Linked DNA regions of Sus scrofa: all the other regions are linked to region 3. Evidence: chromatin contacts called from public Hi-C and promoter capture Hi-C data. All regions are on one chromosome and are shown on one strand. Each heading gives the region's core, a stretch centred on a gene start, on an enhancer-like site or on the middle of the called end of the contact. The rest is flanking DNA. Distances are from core to core; before and after follow the strand shown. Region 1 holds the start of MIDN (midnolin). Region 2 holds the start of DAZAP1 (DAZ associated protein 1). Region 3 holds the start of PTBP1 (polypyrimidine tract binding protein 1). Region 4 holds the start of STK11 (serine/threonine-protein kinase STK11). Region 5 holds the start of CIRBP (cold inducible RNA binding protein).

Region 1 (3,137 bases), core at 387-2,886, 350 kb after region 3:
AACAAGGCCAGGGATCAAACCCTTGTCCCCATGGATACTAGTCAGGTTCGTTATCACTGAGCCACAACAGGAACTCCACAGGCATGCTCTTAGTGGGAAAGAACCGGAAGCAGGCTGACTCTGGACGTTTATCACCTGGAATGTTTATCATCTTGGACTTGCAGAGCCAGGCAGGGGCCACCAGCCCCCTCCCCCAGTGTTTGACCCTCAGCTCGTTCCAGGAGGACAGCTGCAGCTAGAAGAGCTGGGCCCAGCAAGGGGACCAGTGAGATCACAGACCTGCCTGGGATTTCGCAGCACCCCTCCCCCCACCCCCATACATACACAGCCACCTGCCCACCTTGGGGCTTCTTGGTCCCCCCTCCTGGAGCCCTCCAGCATTGATTACTTCAGCCTCAGAGCCCATATAGCTCTCTGTGCTACCTCCCCTATATCTGGAGGCAGAGCCGGCCAGGACCTACCACCAGATCTTGGGCACTCACTCCAGCCTCTGCCTCTGCTCTGCACTGACCACTGCTCCTGGAAGCATTTTTCTCTTCCTCTGGCAAAGTCCTATCCATCTTAACTCCAGGACCTGCTCCCAAGGGCTCCACTGGTCCCTCCCTTGGGCCTGGCCCTGACCCTGTGGGCTGGGAGTGTCTGGGTGTGCCTGTGACGGGGTGGGGGGGCCTGGAGACCTGGAAAGGAGCACAGCCCTGGGAAGGGCACCCAGGGCAGGGGTGGGGTGGAGGTGGTCAGGTCAGATAAAGGAGACACCAGATAAGTGAATGGGGGTAGTCTGGGGTTCCCCCTCCTCTGGACAGAAGGGAAGGAGGACAGAAAGGGCCCATTCTCAGCCAGGGTCACTCTTGGGAAGTCCCCCTACACAGGCGATCTGCTGGGAGAAACCTAAAGATGTGCCAGGTTTCTGTCTGTTACTGGCTGTGTGGCCTCAGTTTCCTCACCTAAGAAATTGGTAGGGTAATTTTGCTCACCCCCGAGTTTGAACACCAGCTGGTGAGCATGCTTAGTGATGTGATGACAATAGCGCTGGACCTAGGTGAGGGCCCCACACTCCCCAGCTCCAGAGTGAGATCTGCTGTAGTCTCTCACTTCATTCCACCGGCACCCTTGAGAAACTGAAGCTCCCAAAGGTCATTGCCCTCCGGGGTCACAAAGCACATTGGGTGGTGACTGGATGTGCAAGGCCCGGCGCTGGTGAATCGCTCCATAAATGCTCTCTGAGGTCACCGTTAAGGGATGCAGAAGGCTGGGCGGCCCTGGCAGCTGGCTGTGGCACCCCCACAGCAGGCAGGTGACTGGCCTGTTTTCCTGGACCGCAGCCGCTGACTCAGGCTCCCCCATGCGGGCGCCCCCAGGTGGAAGCACCGGGCCTGGGGCGGCAGAAAAGGGGGCAGGGCAGGGGAATCCAGCTGTGCTACCCAAGACCCTGTCCTGCGGGGCCGGAGTGCGGGTGTGCCCGAGTTTGTAGCATTCAAGAAGTCCCCCCACTTTCCTCGCTCGTTTACTGGGCTGGGCTTAGGAGGCGGGTGGCCCTGGCCTGACGGCGCCCCAGGGCCCAGGCCGGCAGGCAGGGGCGGGGGCCGGCCTGCGTCACTGCCAGCCCGCACCCCCCCCCGCCCCCTGGCCGCCCAAACTCCACCCCGAGGGAAGGCGGCGCGGATAAAGGCTCGGGGGCCGCCTGCTCGGCCCCAGACCGGCTCCGCCACCACGCACTCGGCCTGGACGTGGGTACACTCAGGACAGTTGGGATCTCAGGACTGGCTGCTCCCGGTGAGTAAGGGCCGGACCTTGCGGCCGAGAGGGGGATTTACACTCTAGGCAGTTAAGAGTGTCCCACTTTTCTTTGTTCTTCGAGCAGGCAGGGTTGAGGGGGTCTCCAGGTCTGGGGAGCCCCCCTGGACGTGGAATGGGAGAGACGGCCCAGCCAGCACTATGCAGGCTGGACCTCTGCCCCCGCCCCGCCCACCGGGCACTCCCCCTCCCCGCGAGTGACCTTGAGCTAGTTTTTGTTCCGCCTCAGTTTCCCTGGCTGTGCGGCCCCAAGTCTTCTAACTCGGAAGCTTCACAGTCCTAGCGAAGCTTCCCCAAAGCCTGGAGTCCGGTCGGCCTGCCCCATGCCCGGGGCGGCCTCGGCACCCCCTTCTTGGGTCTCTGGGCAGAGCTCCCGGGCGGGGCCGGCAGAGGGCGCGCCGGCGCTGCTGACTCACCGCAGCCCGGAGCGGCGCGCGCGGGCGCAGCCGGGGACGCCGCGTCACGTCACGGCTCCGGCGGGCGCGACTCGGGAAGCGGGCCCGGCCCGCGGGACGGGGGTGGGACGCGAGGTGGCACTGGCGCGGGAGGGGCCCTCCGGCACCGGCCACGTCACCGGAGTGAACGCCCCGCCCGCAGCCCCACCCCTCGCCCGAGCATTAAGCCTCTCAGGTTGGGGGCACCCCGGGCCGACCCCCTCGCGAGCCTCCCGGCTGGGACACGGCCACGAGGCACGGGGATTGCCTCCCGCTTCCGCTCACAGCGGCTACCCGGTCGAGCTAAGGGGGAGGCCCCGGCTCACTGGTCGTAAGGCGCGAGGCCGCTGCCCTCCCACAAGGCACGCCACTTCTCACTAGGGTCCGGCGCCCCCAGCCCCCACCCCCAAGTCGGGCCGCCAGCCCTTTGTTGCGGGCCCAGGCCTTATGAATGGCCGCGGCGGGGCGGGGGGCGCGGGGGCGGGCCGGAGCGGAGCCAGCCCCGCCCCCGCCGCGTTCCGTTTGGTCGCCGGGCCGGAGGCGGGGCGAGGGGCGGTCCGCGCGGCCACGTGGGGCGGCTCTGCGGCGGCTCCCATTGGTCGGCTCGCGTGGCTGACTGGGCGTTCGGCGCGCGCTGATAGGTCGGCTCGGGCCGTCGGAGTAAGTAGTGAATGGGAGGGGGCGGCAGCCCCGCCCCTCGGAACGTTGATACATTATAACTTTTTTTTCTTGTTACTTTCACCCCCAGATCCTCCAGCGGCGGCGGCGGCGGCTGTTGCTAAGGGAGGGGACGCGCGGGGAAGCGCGGCCCGAGCGGCAGACGGACCTGAGTGCGGTCCGCGGAGCGGCGTCCTCTCCTCCAGGACCCTTCCCTGTACCCACCGCCCTTGAAAGGAGCCGCGAGTGCAG
Region 2 (2,855 bases), core at 162-2,661, 490 kb after region 3:
GATAGTGGCAGCTGGCCCCCCATTTTTGCTCACTTCCTCACTACACACCCCTCAGCTTTCCCCTAGCACACTCCTCTCCATTCACCACGTTTGCGTTCCCCCAGAGTAGGGAGCCAGCCCCCACCAAGTGTTACTGTTCTTTTCTGACCTGGAAAACTTAAGTGTCCTCCACCCCCACTCCTGGGCAAGAGAGAACACCTGCCTCATGCCACCTAAGGCCAATCCTTCCTCCTCTGCTGAGCCTCTGCTTCTCATTTGCAAGTGCAACTCATGAGTTATCCTGTTCAGAGGCTACTGTAATTGATGATATGGATGCCAAAGTGCTTTGCAAACTGTAATGTGATGGAAGGAAGGTGCATTTTAAGTGTTTTATGTGTTACTGCTTACCTATGACCTAGTTCCTTCATTCCTCACATTCATGTAATTTTATGGTGAATAAATTAATTGTCAGGCTATCAAGACGTTGAGACAGTGAGTGGAAAGTCACTAGGCAGCATGACCACTATCTGACACCACCATACAGATCAGCTTTTAATAGGGTCATTGTAGACCTGGGTTTGGCGTTCCCTGCCCATTGTAGGATATTTACCAGTCCCTGACCTCCACCCACTAGATGCTGGTAGCACCCCCTCACCCAGTGGTGACTGGCATGGCTCAGTATCCCCTGGACGAGAGGGAGGCTGAATCATTCTGGATGAAAACCACCGGTGTGGACAGATGAGGGCAGGACAATGCTTGGCACATGGCAGGGACTCAGTATGTTTTCATAATCATTGGATTTACAGCCAACTATTGGATTTGATTCCAGTTCTTCCCTTGAATGGGTGACCTTGGGCAGATAACTGAGTCTATCAGACCGTCTGTATCTTCTGGGAGACTGGGGCGGGGGTGCAGAGCGCGCAACCGAGGTGCAGGTGCAGAACTTGGCCTCTAGCGGCTCCGCGGGGGTGTGGGCGTGGCCTCAGCTCACGGCCGACACCGACAGGCCTCCGCCACCTCCCACTAGAGACTGAACAAGGAAGCCGCAGCCGCGCCTGCGCCCCGCAGTGCCTAGCCCCGAGCGCCTGGCCGCGCACGCGTCCCGCCGCGCACGCACGCACGCAGCACGCGCACGCCCTCGGGGCGGGGCCGGCGCCGCCGCCGGCGCGCAGGACTCCATTTCCCAGTGTGCCCCACTGCGACGCTAGCAGCCCTCGAGGAGAAAGGCCGACTTGCGGTTGCCGAGCTGCGGTAGCGAGGGCCCCGGCGGACGCACGCACGCACGCAAGCACGCGGGCGCACCCCTGGCCCCGCCCCCGGAGGCCCCGTGCGGGAGCGCGCCCGGGTGTGCGCAGGGCGGCGGCGCGGGCGCGGGGGCGCGCGGTGACCGTTGGCGCTGAGGGGAGGAGGCAGCGCGGCCGTCGCCGTTGCGCAGATCCGGGCCGCGGCTGTGGGGAGGGTGCTGGGGCCAGTGACCTTCCGGAGGCGGGAGCGAGCCAGGGGGCCCGGACGCCGAGCGCCGCCGCCGCCGCCGCCGCCGCCGCCGCCGCCGCCATGAACAACTCGGGCGCCGACGAGATCGGGTGAGGACGCGCCGGCCCGCGCCGCTGCTTCGGCCGGCCCCCGCCCAGACCCGCCCGGCCCGTCAAGGTCACGCCGCGGGGCCGCGCCGAGCCGGCTGCTGTGGGGCAGGGGGCTGCGAAGAGCGGAGGGAACCTTGGGGGCCGGACGCCCCGCCGCCTCGTGGCCGGGCACCCCAGACAGGAAGCTAGGGTCCGAGGAGTCTTGAGGGGGAGAGCGCCTTGCTACCTCGTGGCTGGGGGTCCGGGGAGTCGGGGGAGGTGTTCAGGAGTCCTGATAACCTCGTGGCCAGAGACCTCGAATGGAAACTGGGAGTCCTGAGGGTCTGGGAGTCCTGAGGGTCCGGGCGTCCCGCCGCCTTGTGGCTGGAGACCCCGAGCGGGACCCGGGAGCCCAGGGAGTCCTAGCGGTCTCAGCGCCCCGCTGTTTCCTGGCCGGGAACCCAGAGTGGAAACCTGGGAGCCCTCGCAGTCTTTTGCCGGGGGCGGACCCCTCCTCCAAGCTAGAGTTTACGGCTTGGCTGGCGGACCCCCAGTTAGGAACCACCTTGTCTGCACCCGGGCATGCCAGGGTTTCCCTTTGGGGGCCCCGTGCTCCTGTTTCTCCTCGGGGACCTCGAAAAGAAACCCAAGGGATCCAGGGCACCCCCAGCCCGTGCACAAACTTGGCGCGTCAGCGCACGTGGCGGGCCGGGGTGCGGGGGGATCCAGTTCTGCCGCCGCCCAACTTCTCCCTCCCGGAACTCGAGCGATGGTCCCCTTCACCATCCCCTGTCCTCCTAAGTGAAGGTTTGCAAACCGAAGGCTGAAGGCCAAGGTCATGGGGCCGATCTCTGGTTGGCACTCCTCGTGCCCTGTGGTGCCCACCGTCTCAGCGCCTCCACACCACCTGATGGGTTGTTTGCAACTGTTTTTTGTTGTTGGAGCCCCTTTCTGCTTTGCCCCCAGCTAACCCCCATGGGTGTGCTTAAGATAAAGAGAAAGGGAAACGGCGGTGGACAGACAGCTTTGCTTCAGAGGTCTTTCTCTTTGGTGCAGCTATTAGAGGAGGTTTGTTATAGCTAGGTTTTCCCTTTTAATTATAGCTTTGCCTAATGCTAAACGGGCTGTAGATGAGAGAAGTGATCCCAGAGGAACCAGAAAATCCAATTCTGCTCTGGTCTAGGGGTTTGGTCTAGTTTTCTTTGCAGAGACTGGCTCCTACAGCATCAGCGTAATTTTACAGTTAAATTCTGGGAAGATGGCAAAACAGCCTGGGCTGGGTTTCCGTGGCCTTGTGTACATTTTTCAGTGGCC
Region 3 (2,707 bases), core at 111-2,610:
TCCAGGCCTGCGCATGGCCCTGAAAGGGGTGCTGTTGCTATGACTCCGCCCAAGCTAAAACCGACCTGAGAGGCAGGAGCAAAAGCCTGATCTCCCTTTAGGGAAATAAGAAACATCATTTCTTCTCCCTCTCTAAAAATTTAAAAAATCCCCTTTTCAGAGTTCTGCTGTGGCGCAGCAATTTAAGGATCCCGGGTTGTTACTGACTGCTGAGACCAGGGTGACAGAGGTTCTATCCCTGGCCCGGGAACATCCACGAAACACAGCTACAGCCAAAAAAAATAAAAAATCCAGTTTTCAGCACGAGGTGTATAGCAAACAATATTTACGACATTTTCCTCTATTTACTGAAGGTCTGCGAGGCTTCCAAAAGCCTGGGAAAGCGGATCATCACCACTGCCACGGGCCTCCCTGGTTCTGGCCTCTTCGACTTGGTCTGCCCCTCCCCCACTCACCCCATTCAGCGGGCCCTGGTTTCTGCCACTCCTCCCGAGGGCACCCCTACCGCCCAGCCCTGATCAACTCTTAAGTCTCCACTCCCCGGGATAAGTTCGGGGTGTTCTGCCGATGAGATGGAGACCCAGTCCATCCTCAACGCCCGACGATGGTGGATCCCAGGCCTCGATTTCCCAGAGTACAGGGCGGGCGGAGTTACCGTGCGCCCCGGGCCTCGGTTTCTCCATTCCCGCAGTCAGGGGAGGGGACCCTGGTCGGGCTTCGTTGCTCTGGGGTGAACAAAAGACAGTCGGGACAACCCCTGACCACATCGCGAAGCATGCTTGGTGGCCAGCGGTGGAAAGAGCCCACCCGCATCTGGGACGCGTTAGACCGCCAGATCCCCGCGCGCTAACCCAATAGGGCCGTCTGAGTTGGAATCAGACATCGGGCAGGTGCCCACAAGCAAGATGGAGCCCTATAGTTTTTCTGCCCAACCTCAAGATGGCGACGCACCTCTCTTTACCCTCGCGCCCTAGGCGGAGGTAGACTATGCCCGTTTGCAAGATGGCGGCAGCCTGGGGGAAGCACGCTTCCCGCCGCCTGACCCGCCACGTACCCACTCTCAAGATGGCTTCTCCCGGAAAGCCCCACGCAGGAGGGCAGCTCGCCCACAGGCACAGGCGCCGTCACGTGGTCTCATCTTGTCTCCCCTCCCCCGACTACACGGGCCGTTTCCGCCTCAAGCTCTGATGTATGGTCGCCTTCTCCAATGGTCGCCTGCAATTCTGTTTGGCCCCACCCCTCGAGCGGCCTTCTAGCCATTGGGAGGCTCTGGCGGGGTCCCGAGGTGCTGGCCCCGCCCATCTGCGCGATGGGAGCCAATGGGCAGAGCGCGCGGGGGACGTGTTCGGGCGTCTCCGCCATTTTGTGAGTCTATAACTCGGAGCCGTTGGGTCGGTTCCTGCTATTCCGGCGCCTCCACTCCGTCCCCCGCGGGTCTCCTGTGTGTGCAATGGACGGGTGAGTCGTGCTTGTCTGCGCTCTCTGCCGTCCCTCTCGCTCTCCAGCCTTTCCCCTGGCCGTTGCCGGGGCTTCCTCGGGACGACAGTCCCGGCGCGCCGCTCCGCCTCCACCCTGGGCCCCCGGGCGCTTCTGTCTTCCTTCCCTTCCCCCAGGTCTGGGATGCGGCCCGGGGAGAGGCTGCCGGGGTCGCGAGGGGGCGGGGGTCTGGGGGAGGTGGGTGGCTGGCCGAGCCCTGTTCGCTTCCGGTGTCCACGCGGCCCGTCCCGAACGCACGCGGCGGCCGCGGGGCCCTTCCCGCTTCACGTCCGGTTTCCGCGCGCACGCGCCGCCCTTGATGCGCGTTGCGTGGCCCTTCCGGCGCCCTGTACGGCCTCCGCTAGCCGCCCTGTGTGGCCCTTCCCGCGCCCCGTACCTCCTGGGCGCGCCGCGTGTGGGCCCCGCGCGTGCGCGATCCTTCGCACACCCCCCCCCGTTGGTTCTGGCGCGCGTGCGCGGCCTTTCCCGCCGCGCGGACTCTGCCCCGGCCTCCCCCGCCCGCCGCGGGCCCGGGCGCGGCCGAAGACGCCGCCCTCCTGCCCAGAAGGGCGCGGGTCCTCCGCCGCCCCCTTTGTTCCCGCCCGGCGTCCCGGGGAGGCGCCCCGGGCGCGTTGCTCCGGGCGCGATGGGGGCGGGGCAGTTGGCGACCCGAGCAACTCCCGGTGTGCCGAGGTGCCGGAGGCCTCTACCAACCTGGGGCGGGGGCGCGCGTGGCGGCCGGGGCTCTTTTCAGGAAAAGGGACAGAACGCGGTGAAGTTGGGTATCTTGTTTGTGAGTTTTGAGCAAGCCCTCCTTTCAGCCGGACTGGGCGGCAGGCGGGCGACTAAAAATGCCCTGAGGGTCACGTGCTTTGGGTGCTTCGGGTTTGAAATGATAGGTTTCAGACTGAATTAAGGCCAGTCTTTCAGAAAAATTGCTGCTGCGAGAGGAACTTGATCTCCTCGTGGTCTGCCTTGGCTTGGTTTGGGTGGATCTGCCCAGAGAACCCCTTCCCGAGCCAGGGTGCTCAGGAGCCCGCCGGTGGAATCTCGCCGGGAAGTGTTTTCTTGGCGGTCTGGTCAAGTTTTCGAGTTTTGCTTCCTTTCTCAAGAACTGTCCTGGGGAGCATCCTCCCCCAGGTGTGATTTGGGGAGCCCAGTCCCATCTGCAGTCTCTTGTCAGTGTTGGGGTGGTGGGGGCTTTCTGTTTGGCCAGCCTTCTCTTTGGAAG
Region 4 (2,843 bases), core at 89-2,588, 310 kb after region 3:
ACAGGCACGTAGCTGCCTTTTCAGCCAGGGGCGGCGGGGGCGGGGGGGGGGGGAGGTTGTTTCTCTAGTTCTTACTTCAATATTGGCCATCTTTTTTTATTGACCAATTTGGCTACAGTTTAATTAAGTTTCTGGATCTTTTCAAAGACAGTCTTTTGGCTTCACTGACTTTCCTTAGTCTTCCCACTCCCACCCCAAATCTGCGGCACGTGAAAGTTCCCAGGCCAGGGACTGAACCCTGGCCACAGCAAAGACAACACGGGATCCTTAACCCGCTTAGCCACTGGGGAACTCCTGGTTTTCATTACCCTTTTTCCGTTGTATTTCATTGGTTTCTGGTTTATGATTTAGGAATTTGGGGCTAACTCCCATGTTCTGATTAGGGCTGGCTGGTACACTGGTGTGACCTGGGACTCCTATCCCTCAAAGCCATAGCAATCCCCCTTCTCTGGGTATTTGAGAATCCGATGAGACACATGGATGTCCCCAAGAACGTGTATACTGGTGAGCTCCATTTCACACATAGTCTTAGGGAGTGCACAGGTGTTGGGTCAAGAACTCCCAGCCTGGAACCCAAATCTGATGGTGTCAAGTCCCAAGGTTTCACAAGCAGTTTGCCCCAGCAAAATAAGAACGTAGTGATACAAACAAACAAAAAGCAAAACAGGTTAAAAAACACAGGCCTGGAAGTATTTTCCACCTCATCAAGCCATATTTTGCCAACTCTGTTTTTCACCCAAAGCACTTTGCTGGCACCATCCCAGCTGGGTTCTGAGTTTTAGCCCATGAATTCCTTTGGGGCAGAAATCATCCAGAGCCCTTCTCAACCCATCTGGCCTGAGATACTTAATAAAGGCTTTTTGCCTCGAATTGTACACTTTGGCTACTTTTTGACCCTTGACCTCGCCTCAAACGGGGTTTCGGTTGAGGAGCCCAGGCAGGGGCACCAGAGTCCCCGAGCCCGGCCCCCGCCCAGGAGCACTGCACTCGCCCGGTCCCATGGAAGACTTTAGAACTCCAGACCTCCGACCTCGGCTCCCAACCCCTCCCAGGTCAACGCCCGGGTTTCGCTTCCCGGCTCCTGCTTTCCGCCCCCTCGCCGTGACGGGCGTTTCCTCAGGCCAATGAACAAACGGTATCCACCCCTGGGGCGGGGCCCAGCGGGAACCAATCCCCGCTCGGGCGCCCGCCCGGATCCAAACGGCCCAATAGGAGCGGCGGCGGGGCGCGCCTCGGGGGTCGAGGCCAGGCGGCTCGGCCAACGGACGTGCACGTCGGCGCCGCGAGGGGCGGGTCCGCGACGGGCGTGCGGCGGCACGGCGGCGCAGGGAGGGGGAGGAGATAAACAAGATGGCGGCGGCGTGTAGGGCGCGGAAGGGGGAGGCGGCCCGGGGCGCCCTCGAGTGAGGCGGGGCGCGGCGGCAGCGGCGGCGGGCGCCAGCCGGCAGCGCGGCCGCCTTGCATGGGCTGGGCCCCCGCGCCGCCCCGCCTGCTCCACGCGCGCGGCGGCCGCGGCGGGGGACGGGCCACCCGGACCCCGGCGGCCTCAGGAACCCCGGCCCGGCGCCTGCGGCCTGCGCCGCCTCAGCCGCCCGGAGCTCCACGCGCCCCGCGTTCCGCGGCCGACGGAGTTCCGGCGCAGACCGAGCGCGGGCTGCCGTTTGGGGCGCGGCGCCCTCCGGGCCCGCGCGGCCGCTCGGGGTCCCAGGCCGGTGTGCGGACGCCCGGGCGGCGGCCGACTCCGACGGGGGTCGCTCCCTGCGGCCGGCGGGCCCCGGGCAGTCCCGGCGCTGGAGGGAGCCAGCGGGGCCAAACAGAGGTTCCCCGTGCGCTCCGGACACGCACCTGCCGGCGTCTCGGGCGCCCCGGCCGGCGGGGCCGGCGGGAGCCGCCCCCGAGCAGCGCGCCGGATCCCCAGCGAAGCTCGCCTGCCCGGCTCTGGGGGCCCCGGGGCCGGCCTGCGCGGGGCCCCGGGCGCGCGCCATGGCTCGCTAGTAATGGACGGCGCGGAGAAGACTCGACCCGGCCGCGTCCGTGTTCGTTCGAGGGTCTAAAGTCCCTGGAGGATGACCTAGCACTTCCCGGCCCCACCGGCCTCCCGAGGGCCCCCGTGGACGCGCCGGCCCGCCTCAAAACTGTGAGGCCGGGCGGCCGCAAAACTTGGGACGCTGCACACACCCGGGTGTCCGGGCTTTGGACCAGGCGCGCCTTTTGAACTCACGTTCAGTACAATCGTTTCTTTTCCAAGAAGGGTTTTCTTTTTCTTTCTTTCTTTCTTTCTTTTTTTTCTTTTTGCGATTTTGTGACTTTTATTTTTGGAGAAGGGAATCTTGGGGAGGGGGGACAAAAGGAAGAACCGCTCACCAGGAAGTACACAAAGGGGATTAGAGATCGCCTGCGGGAGTCGGAGCCCTAGGGTCCAGGATGGATGTGGCGGACCCGCAGCAGCTGGGCATGTTTACAGAGGGCGAGCTGATGTCGGTGGGGATGGACACGTTCATCCATCGCATCGACTCTACTGAGGTCATCTACCAGCCCCGCCGCAAGCGGGCCAAGCTCATCGGCAAGTACCTGATGGGGGACCTGCTGGGGGAGGGGTCGTATGGCAAAGTGAAGGAGGTGCTGGACTCAGAAACGCTGTGCAGGAGAGCTGTCAAAATCCTCAAGAAGAAGAAGTTGCGAAGGATCCCCAACGGGGAGGCCAATGTGAAGAAGTAAGTGCCGACTTCCTGGGTTGGGGTGAGGTCTCCTTCCTTCTTTCAATCCTTCCTTCCTCCCTCCCTTCTTTTCTCCGTTTCTACCTTCCATACTCCCTTTCCTTAAGAACCTGAGCTGAACCGCCG
Region 5 (2,982 bases), core at 204-2,703, 370 kb after region 3:
TTTTCTGGGGCAGGCAGCAAAGCAAAGCATGGGTCTCTGCTCTAAAATCCCCCTGTTTTTATGCAGAGGGTCTGCCCTTTTAAGACTTTCTAGGGATATAGCTTGGGCCTCTGGTCTGGGCAGGCAGGGGTCTACACTAGCATTTTGTTGTTGTTAATTTTATGCCTGCACCAGCAGCAGATGGAATTTCCTCAGCCAGGGATTGAATACCTGCCACAGCTGCAACAGTGCCAGATCCTTAACCCACTGCACCAGGCAGGAGATGAAACCCTCGCCTCAGCAGGCAACTCGCTACCCTTAAGCAGCTGTGCAAGCTTTTTCCACCCCATGGAGGGTTCTGCGACACAGAAGGTAGTGTAACCAAGGCCTGGGCAGGGTGAAAGTGGTGGCCGTGAGAGGGGCTCCCATAAAGAGGGCATGGGGATCCAGAGGAGCAGCCCTGGGGGTAAAGATCCCTGCAAACCTGGTTCTCCTGTTGCAGAGGCCTCCGGATTCGGACTTTCATACAGGAAAAAGATTCAGGGGGAGGAGCCAAGGGAGTGCAGAATAGTGTTGGGGGGGGTGCTGGAGCACGTGATTAAGGGGAGGCGGGGGCTGAGCTGAATGTTGAGGTCCAGTGGGACTCAGGGCTGCGCCCAATTGTGGGTTTGAGAGGCCAGGACAAGGTCAGCCAGCCATCTAGTGCTGGGATGCACAAAAGGGTCTGGCCAGCTGACTGGGGGTGTGGGCGTTGCACTAGACGGAGTGAAGTCAGGATGCAAGTTGGGATTTGTAGGCAAACTGGGTTGGGTGAAATTGGGGTACCCCAAAGTTGTAAAGTAGGAAGAATGGGATCATGACGAATATTTTTGGGAGGGCTTTGGGGCCAGTCACGTTAAGCGGGACATTCAGGAGCATTGGGTTCTGGGCACTCTGGGGTGTCGGTTACACGTTGGCAAATATATAAGAACTGATGTCAGGATTCATCAGTTGGGGTGTCTGAGAGCTGATCCTCAGGTGCGTATGGGGATCTGGCTGAGGTCCTATGTGGGCGATTATTGGAGCACTGCAAAGGACGGGGTTGCAGCGGCCAGGGAGCTTTCCCAGGAGGAAGCAGCAGCCTGAACCCCTTTTGTTCCCCGCCGCAGGCCAGGGACTGGCACGCGGAAGTGGGTCAGCTCCGCCCAGCAGCGCGCTGGCCCCGCCCCCCGTCATGGTCTGGAGACTGCAGACCATGCGCATCCCCGCCAGGCACTTTGACCCCCGCCAGCACGCGGGAGGGGGCGGGGTCGGCACAGGCCCAGCCCCCCAACTCATAAATGTGAGGCACAGCCACGCCCTCAGGGGCCCTGGATTGGCCGACTCGGGGAGGGGGGGATGGGGGCGGGCTTAGGGGGGGCGGGTCCCAGCGGCAGCGTACAAAAGGCCGTACCCGGAAACTGCCCCCCCTCATTCGCGCGTTAGAAGGCTCAGGCCGTTGTGCTGTGCTGTCTTCCCGCCTGCGCCAGGGACCTGCCCAACTCAGTGGTGAGGGCCCTGGCGGTACCGGCTCCGCGGGCCCGGGGCGGCGGGCGGCCAAGGCGGGCCGGCCAAGGCGGGGCGGTGGCAGCACGCCCCTGGGCGGGGGGCGGTACCGGGGCGGGTCCGGGGTGGAGTCCGCTCCGCCGGCGGAGAGGGGTTGCGGAGACCGGGCCGTGCCGCGGCCGGAGGACGTCCTCCGCGGGCTAGAGCGCCGCGAGCGGGTCACCGCCGTAAAATGGCGGCCGCGAGAGCGAGGCTGCGCCCAGCGAAATGGCGGGAGCCCCGGGTACCCGGATGGAGTGGCGCAAGCCGCAGGCGGGGCGCATGCGCGGGGGCGGGGCCGGGGCTACTCCCCTCTTTCCTGTTGGAGTTGTGTGAGGGCGGCACATCATGGGTGCCGCCCACTCTCCGATCCCCAGGTTTGGGCCCAAACTTGCAAGGGGTTGCAAGGCTGCGGGTCGTCTTCAGGCCTGGTTTTGGAGTCATTCAGCGCAGGCCCCTTTCCTGTAAAGGGTCGCTTTAAGTCAGCACCTCCCCACATCCCGCTCCTTTTTAACATCATAGCACCCTACAGTAGACCAAGCACTTTGCCGCCCCTGTATAATAGAGAGGGTTAGAAGTTAGCTCCCTCCCCACCCCCCGACATGTTAGCAAAAGACAGAAGCCAGTGTGCACTCAGCCGGTGGCAGTGGAGATTGATGCCTTCCTTCATTGTCCAGCCCTAAACGTCCTGAGAGGGTGTCAGCGTAGCTGGAGTTTTGGGGTCCCAAATCCAGGCAGCACTGAAGAGTGCTTGCTGCAGAACCGCGGTCTGGCCCTAGCCTTCCGGGAGCCCCCAATTTCGGGAGTGGAGTTGGCCCAAGCACAGAAAAGGGGCAAGGGGGAGTGATAAAGGAATCAAGGGCTTGTTTGAATTAAGCCCTAGGTATGAGCTTGGGATGGTTAAAGGGCACAAAAGCAATTTTCCAATGTTTGTCCCAGGAGCGTGTGTTATTTGTCTAAAGTAAAAAACGGCGAGGGGGTGATTCTCCCGGCCCCTGCAGGACCTCTGAGGATTTCAGTGGTGTTTGCCACAGGTGACCATGGCATCAGACGAGGGCAAACTTTTCGTTGGAGGGCTGAGCTTTGACACCAATGAGCAGTCGCTGGAGCAGGTCTTCTCAAAATATGGGCAGATCTCAGAAGGTGAGGCTGGTTCCAGATTGGCTGGCAGCTGAGCAAGGCCGCTCACAGGGAGAGCTGGGTACTGACCTCAGACCTCTCCCTTGCACAGTGGTAGTAGTGAAGGACAGGGAGACCCAGCGATCGAGGGGCTTTGGGTTTGTCACCTTTGAGAACATTGATGACGCCAAGGACGCTATGATGGCCATGAACGGGAAGGTGAGAGGCGGCTGTCCTGGGGTCTAGAAGGTCCGGGCTGCAACCTGAGTGCAGGAGGTGCGGGGGCTAACCATATCGACTTCTGGTCTCCAGTCTGTGGAT

What was found. Promoter capture Hi-C pulls out the DNA fragments that hold promoters and counts their contacts. Hi-C and Micro-C count contacts between places; a contact is called where the count stands out from the background.
Region 1: a contact with region 3 is called in a promoter capture Hi-C map of liver, with 4 times the contacts expected there. The contact joins the promoter of MIDN here to the promoter of PTBP1 in region 3. A contact is called at or near these places in 2 of 5 promoter capture datasets (fetal liver and liver) and 1 of 2 datasets of contacts at active chromatin or transcription factors (alveolar macrophages).
Region 2: a contact with region 3 is called in a Hi-C map of skeletal muscle, with 6 times the contacts expected there. The contact joins the promoter of DAZAP1 here to the promoter of PTBP1 in region 3. A contact is called at or near these places in 2 of 5 promoter capture datasets (fetal skeletal muscle and liver) and 3 of 47 Hi-C or Micro-C datasets (liver and skeletal muscle).
Region 4: a contact with region 3 is called in a promoter capture Hi-C map of liver, with 4 times the contacts expected there. The contact joins the promoter of STK11 here to the promoter of PTBP1 in region 3. A contact is called at or near these places in 1 of 5 promoter capture datasets (liver) and 3 of 47 Hi-C or Micro-C datasets (embryonic fibroblasts, liver and skeletal muscle).
Region 5: a promoter capture Hi-C map of fetal liver shows a contact between it and region 3, with 2.0 times the contacts expected there. The contact joins the promoter of CIRBP here to the promoter of PTBP1 in region 3. A contact is called at or near these places in 2 of 5 promoter capture datasets (fetal liver and liver) and 1 of 2 datasets of contacts at active chromatin or transcription factors (skeletal muscle).

Annotation. Positions count from the first base shown.
Region 1 is chr2:77,211,704-77,214,840 of Sscrofa11.1, reverse strand. It overlaps MIDN (midnolin), which reads left to right and starts at 1,636. Exons shown (of 9, transcript XM_021084261.1): 1 at 1,636-1,773; 2 at 2,977-3,137.
Region 2 is chr2:77,069,040-77,071,894 of Sscrofa11.1, reverse strand. DAZAP1 (DAZ associated protein 1) reads left to right here and starts at 1,411. Exons shown (of 12, transcript NM_001244506.1): 1 at 1,411-1,562. The coding sequence starts at 1,534.
Region 3 is chr2:77,561,769-77,564,475 of Sscrofa11.1, reverse strand. PTBP1 (polypyrimidine tract binding protein 1) reads left to right here and starts at 1,360. Exons shown (of 15, transcript NM_214231.2): 1 at 1,360-1,458. The coding sequence starts at 1,451. LOC102159224 (a long non-coding RNA gene) reads right to left here and starts at 1,159. Exons shown (of 2, transcript XR_001307040.2): 1 at 1-1,159.
Region 4 is chr2:77,247,817-77,250,659 of Sscrofa11.1, reverse strand. STK11 (serine/threonine-protein kinase STK11) reads left to right here and starts at 1,338. Exons shown (of 10, transcript XM_021084263.1): 1 at 1,338-2,714. The coding sequence starts at 2,425.
Region 5 is chr2:77,192,768-77,195,749 of Sscrofa11.1, reverse strand. CIRBP (cold inducible RNA binding protein) reads left to right here and starts at 1,453. Exons shown (of 5, transcript NM_001246197.1): 1 at 1,453-1,506; 2 at 2,544-2,685; 3 at 2,774-2,880; 4 at 2,974-2,982. The coding sequence starts at 2,583.